3 separate regions of the Mus musculus genome follow, and all the other regions are linked to region 1. Evidence: chromatin contacts called from public Micro-C and promoter capture Hi-C data. All regions are on one chromosome and are shown on one strand. The core of a region is the stretch at or near the end of the contact, and the rest is flanking DNA. Distances in the headings are between cores, read along the strand shown. Region 1 overlaps Cep170b (centrosomal protein 170B). Region 2 overlaps Brf1 (BRF1, RNA polymerase III transcription initiation factor 90 kDa subunit). Region 3 overlaps Jag2 (jagged 2).

Region 1 (5,090 bases), core at 1,239-3,738:
ATCCTGAGAAAGCATAACCAGTAGTGAGCCTGTCCCTGCCAGGCCTCCGCAACGGATCGGGCCGCAGGAGCCTGCTGCAGTTACCACTTCCTGCCCGCACCATCTGGGACGGCAGGGGCAGGTACATGGTTTAGATCACAAAGCCAGGAGCTTCCAAATCTCTTTCTGCCACTCTGGTAAAGCACTCGCCACAACCAACGGGATTGCTGGCCCACCTAGCTACACCCAGCCCCACTGTAAGGAAGCCCAGTGTCCCTAGCTGGGATGAATCCACTCAGGAGAGCTTGCTGGGACAGTACCCAAACTCAGTGGGTTTGGCAGTTGTGTTGGCACCAAGGACTTAGAACCACTCGTCTGCCCAGGTTGATGGACTCTGCAGCAGCTCCGGCCGTGGACTCAGTAGGAGCCACAAGGCAAGTGGCCTCCTTCCTGGGCAGTTTGGGGACATGCCAAACCCATCCAGCTCCTGTGTTTGGCACTGACTGGCCCCAGGGTCCAGCTCCTTTCTCTGTCTGGCCTCAAGCCAGCACATAGGGATGAGACGGGGCCTCCCAGGCTGGGCCTGGACCTAAGCGGGGCCTGCAAGTTCCTGCAAGGGAGCAATGTACTCTTTCCTTTAAAGCTACCAACAAAAACAATGGTGATTGACAGGAGGTGAATATGGGGCCTCACCAGCTGGCCCTTGGCAGTGGACACCCCAGGGGCTAGGCTGGGAGGCCTGTGGAGGTGGGGGCGCCATGGGCTGGATGAAGTGGTTCAGGTGCTGGCTGAGGAGGGTCTGGAAATGGGAGGCACCCATCCATGGGGCTATGGCACATACAGGGTTTTCACAGAGAACCTCCTGCAGCCAGGCAGGTGGGCCGTGGGATGGATGCACAGGACACACGCGCAGAAGAAGGCTGGCCTTGCCCGCCTCACAGCTTAGATCAGAAACCTCTCAGCATCAGGAAGGAAGGCAGGCTCCGGGAGGCCGGGGGGCCCGCAGTTGGCCCGCTGTGGGAAGCTCCTGAGAGGCAGGGCTGGCAGCAAGGTATCCACCGAGGCAGGTGAAGTTGAGCTCTGAGCTGCTGGCCGGGCTTTCCCAAGTCCTGGCTGGCCAGACCCTGAAGGAGCCCTGTTTCCCATCAGTAGGTCGAGGTTCAAGCTGGGGTCCACGATGGCATTGATGACTGGAGGAAGAGATCAAAGAGTCCAGTTGAGAATCTGGCTATAAGCCTCTGAGGTCGCCCTTGCCTGCCCTAGGTCTGGGCCACACCTACCTTCTAACTGCTTCTGTACGCGTCGAAGTTCCTTCAGGATGGAGCTGATTTCCTGGGAGGACAGAGAGGAGGAAGGTTGGAGGGCAAGAGTAGGAACATGCAGGGCCCCCAGGGCCTCCTGGTGGACTTGGATTAAGGATGTGGCTCAGACCAGCTCAGCAACGCCCACTGGCTGGGAGCCAGGCCGGAGGATGGGGGTCCAGGCCCGAGGGTAGAGGTCCAGGCCCGAGGATGGGGGTCCTGGCCCGAGGATGGGGGTCCAGGCCCGAGGATGGGGGGCCAGGCTCAAGGATGAGGGTCCAGGCCCGAGGATGGGGGGCCAGGCCCAAGGATGGGGGGCCAGGCCCAAGGATGGGGGGCCAGGCCCGAGGATGGGGGGCCAGGCTCAAGGATGGGGTCTCTGTCTCTCACCTTGTTGGATGTCTTCAGGATGGGTACTTCATTCTCAGAGTTGATTCTGGCCTCTAAGTCCTCCCAGGCCCGGCCTGTATTCTGGAAGAGGACCCTGAGAGGGGAGCAGGGACAAGGGCAGTGACAGAGAACACAGAACAGCTGCTCCCCTGATATTCTCTGGCCATAGTAGAGCTGATTCAAGAGGGAAACTGACACCCGGAGCAGGAGTGTGGCTAGCTACCTCATGCTCAGATGGGAACAGCTCAGATAGGGCCAGAGAGAGAGAGGAAGCAATGGGGCCCCGACCCCAGGGAGCAGTGAAGACACACAGAGACTGGCTACCCACATGTGACCTATCAGGCTGCATACTATTGCTAGATGCAGCACACGTGACCTGTTGGCACCCAGGGACTACCCGCTTACTTCATCTTCTCAGCAAGATGCTCCGTGTTTTCACGAATGGCATGTGACAGCTGGGACACCGGGTTTAGCATCAGATTATCAAAGATCACCTGGAAGGACCTGGGCATTAGTATGGCCGGGGCCCTCCCCTCTCCACCCAGCTAGCTGGCCTCCATCCAGACACTAAGACACGCCCCAACCCGCAGCTACGCAATGTCAGAGGGGCACCGTGCCTCCTCACGGTTCCGAGGCCTCGTCTTGTTGGTCAGAGCATCGTCTCGGCTGTCATTCATGTTCTGGTCCAAGTTGTGAGAGTTCATAGAGCCAGGCGGCACTTTCTGGAAGTTCAGGCTGGCCTCTGGTATACGCTGTACCAGCTGCAGAGAACAGAGCATTGGCTCGGCTGATGCAGAGGAACCACTAGGGGGTGCAGTGAGCCCCTGCACTGCTTCAGTCAGAGAAGAGATAAAACAGGACGTGACAGGCCTGGGCCCGTCTGCATCTGCTCCGGATCCCTCCCAACGCCCACTCCCTTGGAAGGACAAGTTTCCACAGCACAAGCTCTCGGGATTCTGTAAGGATTCTTATTACAGCCCTCACACCAAGAAGCACATGGTGGATTTGACCCTGGCAGATGAGCATGTGCCCTTGAGAGGCCTGAACTCACCTCTTCCCGGGCTGAGATGGTTGAGGCAGGGGTGTTGGGCACATTCCCGAGAGATGGGCTGCGAGTGGGGCCTGGGGAGCCCAGTGAGTCCCCGTCTCCAGCCACATCATGGATCTCCCTGGCCAGGATGGCCACATCCTTCACTAGTGTCTGGCTTAGCCTGCAGCCAACAGGAAAAAACAAGTTCTGCTAGTGGTCCTCTTGGGAGAGCCCCAGTGCACAGAGGAGGGCGGTGAGGACCCACAAGCATCCTGTGCAGAGTCAGGTCCAACTCCACTGCCTGAGGCTGTGCTGGGTAAAGGCCTGGGCCTGAGGTACATGGCCTGCCCGAGCTGGGCCTGGGGTGTGTGGGGGTCTGACAGAAGCGTAGGGTCCCCAGACGTTCTCCTCTTCCTGCACACCAGAGCTAGTCACTGGCCATCAGGCCCTCCCAGAATGGATGTAACGTAGCCTCAGAGTGCATGGGCACCACCTTGGTGAGCAAGGAAACAGAGGCACGGGAGGAGTGAATAGGGGCTCCTGAGTCCAAAGGTCAGAGTTGTAGAGGGACCTTGTGGCTCTTCCAGTATGGCTGAGAGCTAAGTTCTGATCACACCATGGGGGAGCACACATCTGACAAGGGTCCTGGGGCTTGTCCCAGTGAGGCACCTGGGCAGCCAGGAGACAGACGACAAAGTAGGCAGCAGCAATTCCCTGGGCTTGCTGCTTTGAGGACACCAGTCTAACTAGGTTCCTGGACACATGGCCAGCCCCGTCTTTAGGGAGGTCCCTGAAGGGCCCACATCCTCTCTCTTGCCTTCACAGTTCTTCAGGCTCATTACCACCATGATCCACACACTTGAACCCTCAGCTCCAGACTTAGGGTATCCTACGACTCTCCTCTTGGGTCTACGTAGGACCTGCATCCTAGGCCTTTGCCATACCTGCCTCTCTCCAAAAGCTTCGTCATGGTTCCCCAGATGGGTGACCCAGGCTTCTCATGGTTCTGACATCAAGAGAGCACAGAAGCAGGTCCCCCTGACTCTAGGTGACACCAAACCTCCAAATGTTCCCACTTCTTCCTGTGCTGCTTCTCTTGGGGCCTCTTTCTACAGGGAAACTGCAGCAGTCTCCTGGGCCCACCAGGAAGGCACACCAGAGCTTGAGAAGCCCACACGGGCCACACCTCTTCCTGCTCCTTCTTATACTGAGACCTGAGGAGCCTTTGTCCCTTTGGGTCTCACTCAAGGGCCATACATCCTCCCGTACACCCCGCCTGCCTCTCAGGAGGACCCTCTTTGTCAACCCATCTCTCTTACCCTGTCCTCTATGTGACCTCATTCTACCACGGCCTCAGCTTCTGCCTGTGAGGTTACAGTAACTGTGCCCCCATCCACACATGGGCCACTCATGAGGGCCATCTGTTTCTGGTCACCTTCTCAGTGTCTCAAGAGCTCTCAAGAACAGCAACCTCAACAAAATTCCTGAGGTCCACCTTGTTCCTAGGGGACATCTCTACAAGCTTTCCAGTGCCTGGGCACCAGGACACTGGCCATAGCCAGCTAGATCCATCTCCACACACCCTTTCCCAGAACACATCCCAAAGAATGGCCTCATGAGGAAGTTTATTTGGAATAAACTGTGGTCACACTAGCTCCTTGAACCCAAAGTTCCCCGCCCTCCTAGAGAGACACCCACCGGTCCACCTATCCATCCACCCATCCATCCAAATATCTACTCATCAACTGAGCCATCGCCTAGTGACTAATCCATCCATCCACATACCCACTCATTTATTCATTTATACACCTCTTTGTTGTTGCTGTTATTGATTTTGAGACAGGATTTCTCTGCGTAGCCCTGGCTGTTCTAGAACGAACTCACTCTGTAGACAAGGCTGGCCTCAAACTCACAGAGATCTGCCTGCCTCTCCCTCCCAAGTGCTGAGATTAAAGGCATGGCACCAGGGGGTCTCATCCACCCACCCACCCACTCACATAGCCACCACCCACCAAATAATCTCTAAATCTACTCAGGGTCAGAAGCCCAGCCTAGCCCTGGCCCTTAGGCTGCTCTCAGCCAAGGGAGGGGGCCTCTGGCCTGGCCCTGACTGGTCACTCACCTAGCAATCTCTGCGATCTCTGCTGTCTGCACGATGAAGCCGTAGGGGTCAGGCTCTTCCTCGTCATCATCTGTGTCTCGGGGGCCCTGGGAGCGAGCCCGGGTAGAGCTGCTGCCCCTTGGGGTCTGTGTGGCTGTTGAGGCATGGGAGCGTGTGTGTTTAGGGGAGCTGTGGTGGGACCCATACTCCTCCTCGGAGGTGGACGTGTAATCCGAACCCTGCTGCCGACGCCTCGTGTCTTGAGTGAGTGGTTTGGATTCAGAAGCGA
Region 2 (5,090 bases), core at 1,408-3,907, 220 kb before region 1:
GCGTCAGTGCTCTGCAGATGATGGGTGGCAATGGTGGGTAGGGCCACATGGTTGTGGGCACAGTAGAGGAACTTTTGAAGGGATATCCAGAGACAAAAAGACATAGCCATTTACCTGAGTAGTTTCCAAATATGACCCCTATTGGCTACAAACTAAGTTTCTCTCTGCAAAAGAAGGAATTTGAACTAGGACATGAAAATTGGCCATATTGATTCTGAGGCCCCTTTTTTTCCTTTTTCTTTCTCTCTCTCTCTCTTTTAAAGATTTATTTATTATTATATCAAAGTAAACTGTAGCTGTCTTCAGATACCAGAAGAGGGTGTCAGATCTCATTACAGATGGTTGTGAGCCACCATGTGGTTGCTGGGATTTGAACTCAGGACCTTTGGAAGATTAGTCAGTGCTCTTAACCGCTGAGCCATCTCTCCAGCCCTATTCTGAGGCCCTTGAATATGCTAGGAGAATCAAGGCAAAGACTAGGGCCCAGCTCACAGAGCAATGAGGCATCTGCAGTGAATCAGGGCATGCTTTCTGGGCTTGTTGGGAGTCAGCAAGGGGCTGCTCAGCCAGTAGACAGTGAGTGTCATGGCTTAGCCATACTATTTGTAGTGCCCAGCAAGGAGCCAAGGCTGCCCCACAGGGCACACACCAGTCCCCCATCCCTGCAGGCAGCTGGGATAGATTGAAATGGTGTTTTCAGTTGGTGGGGTCTGTGAGGTGAGCAGTGGGGATGGGGCTGGGAGCTGGGCCAGGAGAACATCCACTGCTGTCCTTTGTTTTGCAGATTACGGCTGTGATGGTGATGAAGATGATGGCTACTGAGTGGAACTCAAGGCCAGGCAGCGTCCTGGTGCTGGACTCCAAGTGTATCTGTTTTATGGGTGTCAGATGGGCCCTGGGGCCACGGCTCATAGGAATGATTTCTGAGACTCTACCAGTCAAGCACTGCCCCACTTATTTGAAGCTCTCTTCCTGTGGCTACATTGTGGACCATTGTACTTACTATTGGGAATCATGTTTTGAGCAATGGAAGGGATATTTTTGCCCAGCAAGGGAAACTAGCTGTGTGTTTATGTGTAATGAAACATGGTCAGAGAGTAGCTGGGTCTGGATCCCACTTCGTGGCCTGGCCTGCTAGTGACTGTTTACCAGCAATCCCCAGGCAGGCACTGTGTCCTCCTGTCGTTAGGAAATTGAAGCACAAGGGCTTCAGTCAAGAAGTCCAGCCAGCTTAGCCTGCTGCCAGTGTTCTCTGCCCTGTCCTTCCCATCCTGGAGAGAGGTATTAAGCAAGAGACATGTGGCAGTTATTTCTCTATACTAGGCAACCATAGTCTGGGGTCTGTGCCTTTAACTTCACATCAGCTTCCTGCAGGCAGGATGCTTCCTACCGTTCCCGGTGTCCATTCATTGTCTTGAACTGCCCGGAGCATCTTAGGCCTCAGCCTCCTGCTTAGGACGAGTCCTTGTGGCTACCCAGTAGCGTCTTAGTGAGGTTTATCAGCAGCACCCAGGAAGTGAGACCAGCAGGCCATGTACACCTGTGTGCAGCTTCCTGTTGATGTCTAGCACAGTCTGTGTGGAGTTCTGGCCCTGCCCCATCAGTTAGAATGAACCTTTAGTCCTCCTGCACAGAACCCTCTGCCAAGAAGCCTGCAAGCTGTCTCCTGGGCCTCTTCACGAGAAGGTCTACAGAGTGCCCTCGGTGCAGTTAACTCCGGCCTCCCTTCCCTGGATGCAGCCTTGCATGCAGACCACTTGGCTTTCAGATCAGGAGGTGGGGCCAGGCCTGAGGTGGTGAGTTGTGGGGGCCAGGCCTGAGGTGGTGAGTTGTGGGGGCCAGGCCTGAGGTGGTGAGTTGTGGGGGCCAGGCCTGAGGTGGTGAGTTGTGGGGGCCAGGCCTGAGGTGGTGAGTTGTGGGGGCCAGGCCTGAGGTGGTGAGTTGTGGGGCCAGGCCTGAGGTGGTGAGTTGTGGGGGCCAGGCCTGAGGTGGTGAGTTGTGGGGGCCAGGCCTGAGGTGGTGAGTTGTGGGGGCCAGGCCTGAGGTGGTGAGTTGTGGCGGCTGCAGATGAGTGGATGGTCAGACAGGTAGGAAGTGATTGTGACGGAAAGACTGCACGATGCTTTGGGATTGTGTATGGGGATATGGAACCAGGCTCAAAGGCCCTTCCCAGAAGTGAGATCACAACTGTGGTAGGGGAGAACAGTTTTAGTATGTTTGTACGTTTTTATACAGCAGGACTTGCCTGTGGCATGGAGAGAGTACAGGGTGAGGGGTGGGAGGTGGGAGCTCAGGAAAAAGAACCAAGTGCCCTGGGAGGAGAAGTGGGAGGAGGCCTGCTCCCCAGCTGTGCCTTGTCTGCCCAGGAGCCAGCAGGAGGAAAGGTCTGGAAAATGGAGCAAGGGCCGGGAAGGCTGGAGCGCTCTTGTAAGGTAGTTAGATGAGTTGCTCACTACCACGGATAGAGTTAGAACACAGGGGTGTAGGGAGGTGGACAGTGCTGAGTGAGGACAGTCCGTAGGAGATAGGTGAGTAGCAAAGTGTGTGTGTGTGTGTGTGTGTGTGTGTGTGTGTGTGTGTGTGTCCTGAAATGTGGGACCTGGGTTGGGGAGAGCCGGGTGTTGAGGAGGAAGGGCCCAGTAGGGGGCAGCCGTGAAATGGGCAGGATGCTTCTGAGCTGAGGTCATAGCCTTGTGTGTGTCTATGAGCAGCACTAGTGTGAAGCTCAAGGAGCACTGGGTCTGGATGACCCCACTGTGCATGCAATTAGTCCATCTCTGCCTGCTTTTTCTGACTGGGGTTATCACAACAGAATCCTCCTGCCTGGGGTCTTCTCAGAGTGCAGAGCAGTGCCTCAGATAGCCTCCTGGGAAAAACTAGTCCTTACCACACTGGACCTTAGAAGAGGGAATTAGGAAATGAGGGAATCCATTGGATCCTGGATTCTAGACTGAGACTCTGTGTGGTATGCACACTTGAGTGCTGAGCAGACAGGATAGCTTATATCTCCCAGCCTCCTCTGCCTTCTGTCTTCCTGCCAGGAGGAGGGAGGTGCAGGGGACACTACATGTATGGTACACTATCCAAGTGTCTTGCCAGCCCCCTAAACTGAGGAACCTAGTACTTCATGGTTGCCACCATCCTCTGCAAACTGAGGATCACTGGGGCAATACAGTAGCAGTCAGCAAGGTTCCTGTAAACCTAGACATGTGAGGCTTGGCAGAGCGTGTTTCTGTCTTTAGAGGGAACTGGGCCACAGAATGAGAAGTTGCAGCCGTGCAAGGCTGTGAGGCACTGTTCCCACTTGGAGCTGTTCCCTCCTGAGCTATTGTACCCATTGAGAAGCCTGTCCAGCCTGCCCTGGACCTGGGTTCTCTGATCAGGTGCTTTGTCCTCTGTACACTACTGAGCAGGAGTGGAACAAGCCCTGTGTGGGGTGGGGTTGGGGCACTCCTTTTATACATAGTTAGAAGGTGGAGACTGAGGTTTGGCCACATCCTTTGCCCAGATACCTGTCTAGGACCAGGGGATGGATACACCTTGACAGTGTGAGAGAATACATGGAATGGGCATGGATCTAGCTGGATATATCTTTGCCTCTGTAATACCTCTAGATGGTAGGTACCCTACAAGAAACTCCAGAGACCAGGGAAGCAGGGCCTCAATGGTGTTAGTGAGGAAGTGGAGTAGTGGGGTACGTGCATCTTAGGATACCTGTTAGACCCAGAATTTCTCTCTGGCCTCCCTTCTAAGAGGTGTAGAGCAGGAGTTAAGTAAAGGGAGACTGTTTGGTACCTCATGGAGATTGCTTCCTGCATGATGGATAGCCTGGGTTCTAATTGCTCTCTTCTCAGCATAGAGCAGTAGAGCTCTGGGTGCTCAAGTGTGCACACCAGACAGGGTCCCAATCTAAAACCAATGGACTCCCTCTTTCTCTCTTTCCCTTTTCCAAGGCCAACTCAGGAGCTGTGGACAATGGACTTTTAGGCAGTAGCTGGAACTGGGTCTAGGGTGGTTTCTTGGGAGTCCTTCCAGTCTAGTGAGCCAAGCCTGGGCCAGCCCCTGGAAGACCTTGACTTTAGTGAAGAGATCCATCAGCCCCTAAACCCTATGGATTGCTATAACCTTAATTTGCTGTAGGCCCCCAACCCTGCAGCCCCACAGCCCCCTCCTCTGGGCCTATGCCAGAATCCTACCTAAGTCAGTGTAGCGGGGAGTGTCTGACTTCCTTAGCCCAAGTCTTAGGGTGTAACCCAAATCTTGGGCCTCTCTTGGGCACAGAAGAAACTTTGTGCTCGCTGGGACAAAACACCTGCTTGGCTTTTCCCCACCCAGTCTAGCCCATTTCAGTGACTGCTGGGGTGGGAGGCACCAAGGAAGCCTCCGCACGCACCCCAGAGTGAGGGGTGGCTGTACCCAGGTGACATACGTACACAATACAGGTTAGTGTTGCATATGGCTATGGTGCTGTCTGTTGAGGGTGCCCCCACTTTCACCTGTTGGGGCTTCCTTCCTGTCCTATTCTCTGCACCTCCTGAAGCTTGTGTGGCCCTCTGCACCCGCATCTGCATCCTCCAAGGGTGCAGGGGCCCATCCATGGGCAACAAACAGGCTAACTCAAAAAAGCCCTGTATAGCCCTGCCTGGGAGCACCCTAGAGGAGGTAGCGTGCTCCCAAGTTCCTAGAAACCTGCTTATCCCTGTCAGTGCTGGGGTTTTCATATGACCTATAAGGTGGTGTGCCTTATCCCGGAGGCAAGCGAGCAGGAATCTAGTCACTCATGAGAGTGTACACTTAAAACAGTAGCTGCTTGAGCCTCCCCTGGTGGTCTAGGCCTAGATGGAGTTTAATATTCAGTACCATTGCTTTGTGAGTCAGACCAGAGCCCACAGCTAACAAGCTTTTTTTAGCTTATACTGCCCTGGACCACTAAACACTGGGGGTGGGGTGGGCGTGGGGGTGACAGCTAGGCAGAAATGGGGAAGGCACAGTGAAATGAAGAAGGCAGACCCTGGCACTGAACCTCAGAGGTACAGGACTTACTGATACATCAGTTATTTGCAGTGAATTGATGTGATTGGCCACAAGCC
Region 3 (5,090 bases), core at 1,305-3,804, 170 kb before region 1:
GTCTCCCAGTGTGGGGCTGGGCACGGGCACCGGGCAGGGCTAGCATGGCTGGCTGCAGCTGTGCCTCTCTCTGCCCCTCTGTTCCAGCCGTGTGTAAACAAGGATGTAATTTGCTCCACGGGGGATGCACTGTGCCTGGGGAGTGCAGGTGAGCACCATGCCTGCCCTTCCCTTCCTCACCCGAGCTGCTGTAGAGCCTGCAGCAGCTGGGGCACCCTGCGGGCTTTAGTAGGCCACGAAGTAGGTGCTTCATGCCAGGTGCCCACCATGCAGGGAATCAGATGCTATAGAGTTGGAATGGAACCCTGCCCTTACAAAGCTTGTGGCCACGAAGAGGGCAGTGCTGTCCTGAGCATGTGGCATGTCCAGTGACATTTTCTCCATGGGACAGCTAGAAGGGGACAAGGGAAGGTGGCCAGGTAGTCACATCACCAAGAAGCAAAGGCTAAGGGGTATGTGTGTGCGTGCATGCTTGTGCAAGTGTGTGTGCATGCAAGCGTGTGTGTGTGTGTGTGTGTGTGTGTGTGTGTGTGTGTGTGTGGTATGCATACATATGAGCACTACATAAATGTGAGGAATCTGGTGCCCAGGTGAACACAGTAGGAAGTCACCGTGGCGTGCTAGTGGGAGAAACTGACATGATTCTGCAGAGAGAGGCTTAGGGGGAAGAGGAGCCCTATCAAGAGAGGCTGAGGAGAACCACACAGCGTGGCAGTGAGGAAGAAGAGAGCAATGGGCCAGTGGGGTGGAGGGGTGGGATGGACCTGCAGACGTTCTGAGGAATAGGAATTTGATGATGAGTTTGGTTTAGGAGGAGGGGGGTGCAGTCAAGCAGGAGCTGTAAACCTGCTAGCTTGAGCCACTAAACCATGGATTTGTGGTGGCTGAGGTAGGGATGATTGTCAGAGAGGCGGGCTAGTGTGTGCCAAGCAGGGCGCATTGGACAGGCCTGGCCTTAAGGCAGCACAGAGTCAGGTGGAGAGGAGGGGCTGGGAATGGCTTGGCCTGCAGCACTTGGAGGCATGTAGACAGACAGGTGAGGAGGACAGAGAGGGGATCCTGCAGCCCAGAGCAGAGTAGAAGCCATTGGGGCTCATGAAGGTGATGGAGGTGATGAGGCTAAGTTAGGGGTAGAGGATAGAGAGAGGCAAAGGTCGGCACCCTGGGATGTGTGAGTTGGGAACGTGGGGGCCCAGGGGGTTGGAGGGTGTAGGAAAAGAGTTAGAGATGAGCATCTTAGACTCAGGGGAGCCACAGCAGTAGGCCTGCCAAGGCCCTCCTGCCATCCTGGTTCTCACTGTCCCTGGGTGCCCTCTGAGCAGTGGGTATACCTCGTGTGTTTTCGGATGAGGACGATGGGGACGTGTACTGTTTGGTCGGGAGAGGCTGGCCAGGGAGTTGGGGAGTTGAGATGGGCTGGGGGAGGGGTTGTATAGTGGCATTAGTGATGTGTTCAGCAGCTAGGCTGGTCCCTGGGCAGAAAGAGATGGGTGTGCAGTGGAGACATCCCAGGTGCCACTTGCACACAGTGTGGTTTCAGACAGTCTTGGCAGGACTCAAGGCAGTGCAAGGAGCACCTGTCTCAGGATGGGCTGGCTTCTTACTCCAGGAGCCACATCCAAGGAGGGAGATGGGGGGTGGGACAGGCAGCAGAAATCGTCCATCCACACAGCCCTCTGCCCCAGTGCAGTCTTTCACAGCCCGGCTCTGAGCAGTGTGCTGGAGTTGGGCGTGGGTTCTGGGCAGATGTGCCCCACTGGTGGTAAACACAGGAGCCTACTCTTAACCCCACACTCACTCTGTAGCCCAAGGTATATTACGGTATCTTGGCGGCTATACCAGCAGCATCCCAAAGTGGTCAGTGCTGGAGGGAGATGAAAGATGAGGCAACGTCCCTCCGTCCCTCCGTGCAGAAAGGCTGTGGGTAGCACACAGGCAGGAGCCCTGGGGAGGAAAGCAAGGGTAGGGGGTGGTAGGTGAGTGCCACCCTCTCCCTGGGCCAGAGGGTGAGGCCAAGTGGCCTCCTGCTGTCCAGAGCTCAGGTTTCAGCAGAGGACACCCCTCCCCAGCCGGATGCTACTGCGGAGATGGCCGTGCTTTCCTGCCACCCTCCCCAGGCCCTGGAACGGCTGGCAGGAAAGCCACAAGGTGGGGTCTGGTGTGGGATGGCCCGCCCAGGGTGGAGAACCTGCCCTTGGGGCTCACGGGGTCTGGGCTCAAAGCTAGCCTTGGTGTTCCCTGGTGAATGACCCAAGGCTAGTCCCAGCCCTCTCTGCCCCTCGACTCCCCGTATCACCTGGAGAGAAGACTCCCAAGTAGAGACAGGGGAGGCCTACTGTGGACCTGCCTTGGACGTTCCGGGCTGGACCCTGGAGCCAGCCTCAGTTTCCCTATGTGAGCCTGGGTGAGCCGGGCTGATAAGTGCCTGTGTGCGTGGCTCCAGGGCAGCTCAGGAAGGGCTGTGGTTTTTCCTTCTATAAAAATAACTCCTGTGGCGGGTGTCAGCGTGGAAGTGACGTGGCCTGCACGTCATTCCTGCCCCACAGGACCTTAGCCTTTAAGGAAGGGGCCCCCAGAGTCTTGTCCAGGGCCCAGAGGGCAGCCCTACTGGAGCCCTGTACTCTCGCACCTGCTGGTTCTGTGCTGGCCACCTACTTACATCCTGAGGGACTCCCCAGAGGCTACACTAGTCCCCAGTGTGGTCAGAGCCAGGTCGTAAGATTACGGCCTCTGACGAGGTCTTCGGGTCTATGTGTTGGGTTCAGCCCCACTCAGTGTGGCGCTCCCATAGGGCTGGCTGGGCAGCCACTGGGTTGGACTGTCCTAGGAGTCAGAGAAACCTCTGCCCTTGAGTAGCAGTGAGGATATGGGCGGCACCCAAGGTCACAGAGCCCTTGGACCAGGGTAGCTAGGATCTCTCCTGATGCCTCTTCATCCCTCTCAGATCCCAGTTGCTGCTGTGTCCCAGCAGCACCTGGTGAGCAGCACCTGGCACTGTACCCCTGGGCCTCCCCCGGCTGGGCCTTCCTTCCAGGCGCCTGGCTCAGAGCTGAGTCCTAGAATAGCTCAGGGGGAGTGACGGGACAGCTGGGCTGACCATCTCGGCCAGTGGCCGGGAATGCCTGTGACAGCGAGACTGGCCGGCAGGCCGTAACCCCTGCTTGGTTCAGAGCTGTTCTCTGGGACCACCACCCAGTAGGGGTAGCCTGCACTTCTGTGCCTGCCTCCCATGCCCCTTCCTCATCTGCCCGGCTGATGGCCTCGTCGCTCGGTCCCCCAGGTGCAGCTACGGCTGGCAGGGCAAGTTCTGTGACGAGTGTGTCCCCTACCCTGGCTGCGTGCATGGCAGCTGTGTGGAGCCCTGGCACTGTGACTGTGAGACCAACTGGGGTGGCCTGCTCTGTGACAAAGGTAGAGAGATGGTGGGCAGTGGGCAGGGCCAGGCCTTAAGCTCTGACACTGGGCCCATCCCTGAGAGCCCTACCCTTGTGCCCAGACCTGAACTACTGTGGCAGCCACCACCCCTGTGTCAACGGGGGTACCTGCATCAATGCTGAGCCTGACCAATACCTCTGCGCCTGCCCAGATGGCTACTTGGGCAAGAACTGCGAGCGGGGTAGGTTGGAATGCTGTCTCTCGGGGAGCCTGGCTGAGGCCTTTCTTCACTGCCTTGTACAGTGGGCTGTACCCCTGTGAACTCTGGGTCTGGTGGGCTCGGGGAAGCGTGCTCAAGTTCAGTGGGCATCGCTCCACTCATGTTCTGGTTCTGCAGCTGAGCACGCCTGTGCCTCCAACCCGTGTGCCAATGGGGGCTCTTGCCACGAAGTGCCATCTGGCTTTGAATGCCACTGTCCGTCAGGATGGAACGGACCCACCTGTGCGCTCGGTGAGTGTCTGGGGGCTTCACAAGGTAGGAGTGGGTAGCACTTCGGGGTGTGGACAGAGTGGTTGAATCCGCTGCACAGCAGACACTGCAGCCAAACAATCGGTTCCTGCTGCTTTACATGGGACTGTGACTCCCTGCTGCAGACTGAGACCCCGTGTACTGTGTCCCTACTCACTGACCACACCCCATGTCCTCTGTCCATGGGTCTACACTAACTAGACACGATCCCACGTTCACTGGCCATAGTCTGTACCCGTTGACTTCGTCCTCTCATTTGCTGGCCACACCCTTACCTACCTACCTCTTTTTCATTCTCTCTCTTCCTCCTCCCCCACTGCAGACATTGATGAGTGTGCCTCTAACCCATGTGCAGCGGGTGGTACCTGCGTGGATCAGGTGGACGGCTTCGAGTGCATCTGCCCGGAGCAGTGGGTGGGGGCTACTTGCCAGCTGGGTAAGGGCTCCCTGGGGGGGACTGTCTGTGCATGGGTTGTGTGCTGTGCATGTGGCTGCTGCTGCTGCTGCTGCTGGCACTGCTGGGGCTGCGGGCGTCAGGTGCAGGGCCCAGTGGGTGAGTGGGGCCCGAGCCCCACAGCTCCCTTGTCTCATTCACAGACGCCAATGAGTGTGAAGGGAAGCCGTGCCTTAATGCTTTTTCTTGCAAAAACCTGATTGGCGGCTATTACTGTGATTGCCTCCCGGGCTGGAAGGGCATCAACTGCCAAATCAGTCAGTATGGGTGGGCGGCGCCGGTGGGCGGGGCTGGGGAGCACAGAGGGCCCCCCTGACCCCACCCGCATGCCCTTCTGCCTCCAGACATCAACGATTGCCATGGGCAGTGTCAGCATGGGGGCACCTGCAAGGTAAGGGGGCTGCCAAGTCTGGGAGGGTGGAATGTGGCTGGAGGAGGCAGGCAGGGTTGTATGAGGTTCGCTCACCCACCCACCTGTCCACACACCTAGGACCTGGTCAATGGGTACCAGTGTGTGTGCCCGCGGGGCTTTGGAGGTCGCCATTGCGAACTAGAGTACGACAAGTGTGCCAGCAGCCCCTGCCGCCGGGGTGGCATCTGTGAGGACCTGGTGGATGGCTTCCGCTGCCACTGCCCACGGGGCCTCTCTGGGCTGCACTGTGAGGTAATAACCTAGAGGGGCTTTGGTGGGAGCCCTGTCTAGGAGGGTCACCAAAGCCAGGCTTGTCCCTT

Evidence for each region. A called contact is a pair of places that touch in the nucleus more often than the background predicts. Capture Hi-C pulls out chosen DNA fragments and counts their contacts.
Region 2: a Micro-C map of palatal mesenchyme shows a contact between it and region 1, with 3 times the contacts expected there. The contact joins two enhancer-like sites. A contact is called at or near these places in 1 of 15 datasets of contacts at CTCF or cohesin (embryonic stem cells), 17 of 484 Hi-C or Micro-C datasets (the 63-12 cell line, B cells, ECoMG myeloid progenitors and 11 more), 10 of 115 datasets of contacts at active chromatin or transcription factors (bone marrow-derived dendritic cells, bone marrow-derived macrophages, craniofacial prominence and 5 more) and 4 of 9 other capture datasets (adipose tissue, embryonic stem cells, liver and 1 more).
Region 3: a promoter capture Hi-C map of adipose tissue shows a contact between it and region 1. The contact joins two enhancer-like sites. A contact is called at or near these places in 3 of 39 promoter capture datasets (the SN4741 cell line, hippocampal neurons and macrophages), 2 of 484 Hi-C or Micro-C datasets (the AML12 cell line and centroblasts), 2 of 115 datasets of contacts at active chromatin or transcription factors (T-cell acute lymphoblastic leukemia and pancreatic cancer cells) and 4 of 9 other capture datasets (adipose tissue, embryonic stem cells, liver and 1 more).

What each region holds. Positions count from the first base shown.
Region 1 is chr12:112,740,744-112,745,833 of GRCm38.p6, reverse strand. Cep170b (centrosomal protein 170B) reads right to left here. Exons shown (of 19, transcript NM_001024602.3): 13 at 4,823-5,060; 14 at 2,722-2,881; 15 at 2,288-2,431; 16 at 2,076-2,164; 17 at 1,671-1,764; 18 at 1,260-1,311; 19 at 1-1,169. The coding sequence ends at 922. Among named protein-coding and RNA genes, the nearest start is that of Mir6940, 10 kb to the right of the region's middle. Within about 2 kb of position 2,488, at least 128 of the 459 cell types and tissues checked have an H3K27ac peak or open chromatin away from gene starts, as enhancers often do. A contact at or near this core is called in B cells, adipose tissue, muscle stem cells and 2 more, where this site is marked.
Region 2 is chr12:112,956,053-112,961,142 of GRCm38.p6, reverse strand. It overlaps Brf1 (BRF1, RNA polymerase III transcription initiation factor 90 kDa subunit), which reads left to right. Exons shown (of 18, transcript NM_028193.3): 17 at 1-33; 18 at 785-1,281. The coding sequence ends at 822. Among named protein-coding and RNA genes, the nearest start is that of Gm26583, 4.3 kb to the right of the region's middle. Within about 2 kb of position 2,657, at least 67 of the 459 cell types and tissues checked have an H3K27ac peak or open chromatin away from gene starts, as enhancers often do. A contact at or near this core is called in B cells, muscle stem cells, palatal mesenchyme and 1 more, where this site is marked.
Region 3 is chr12:112,915,130-112,920,219 of GRCm38.p6, reverse strand. Jag2 (jagged 2) reads left to right here. Exons shown (of 26, transcript NM_010588.2): 5 at 88-148; 6 at 3,281-3,411; 7 at 3,497-3,616; 8 at 3,773-3,886; 9 at 4,227-4,340; 10 at 4,502-4,615; 11 at 4,703-4,749; 12 at 4,849-5,022. Among named protein-coding and RNA genes, the nearest start is that of Mir6941, 2.9 kb to the left of the region's middle. Within about 2 kb of position 2,554, at least 47 of the 459 cell types and tissues checked have an H3K27ac peak or open chromatin away from gene starts, as enhancers often do. A contact at or near this core is called in adipose tissue, where this site is marked.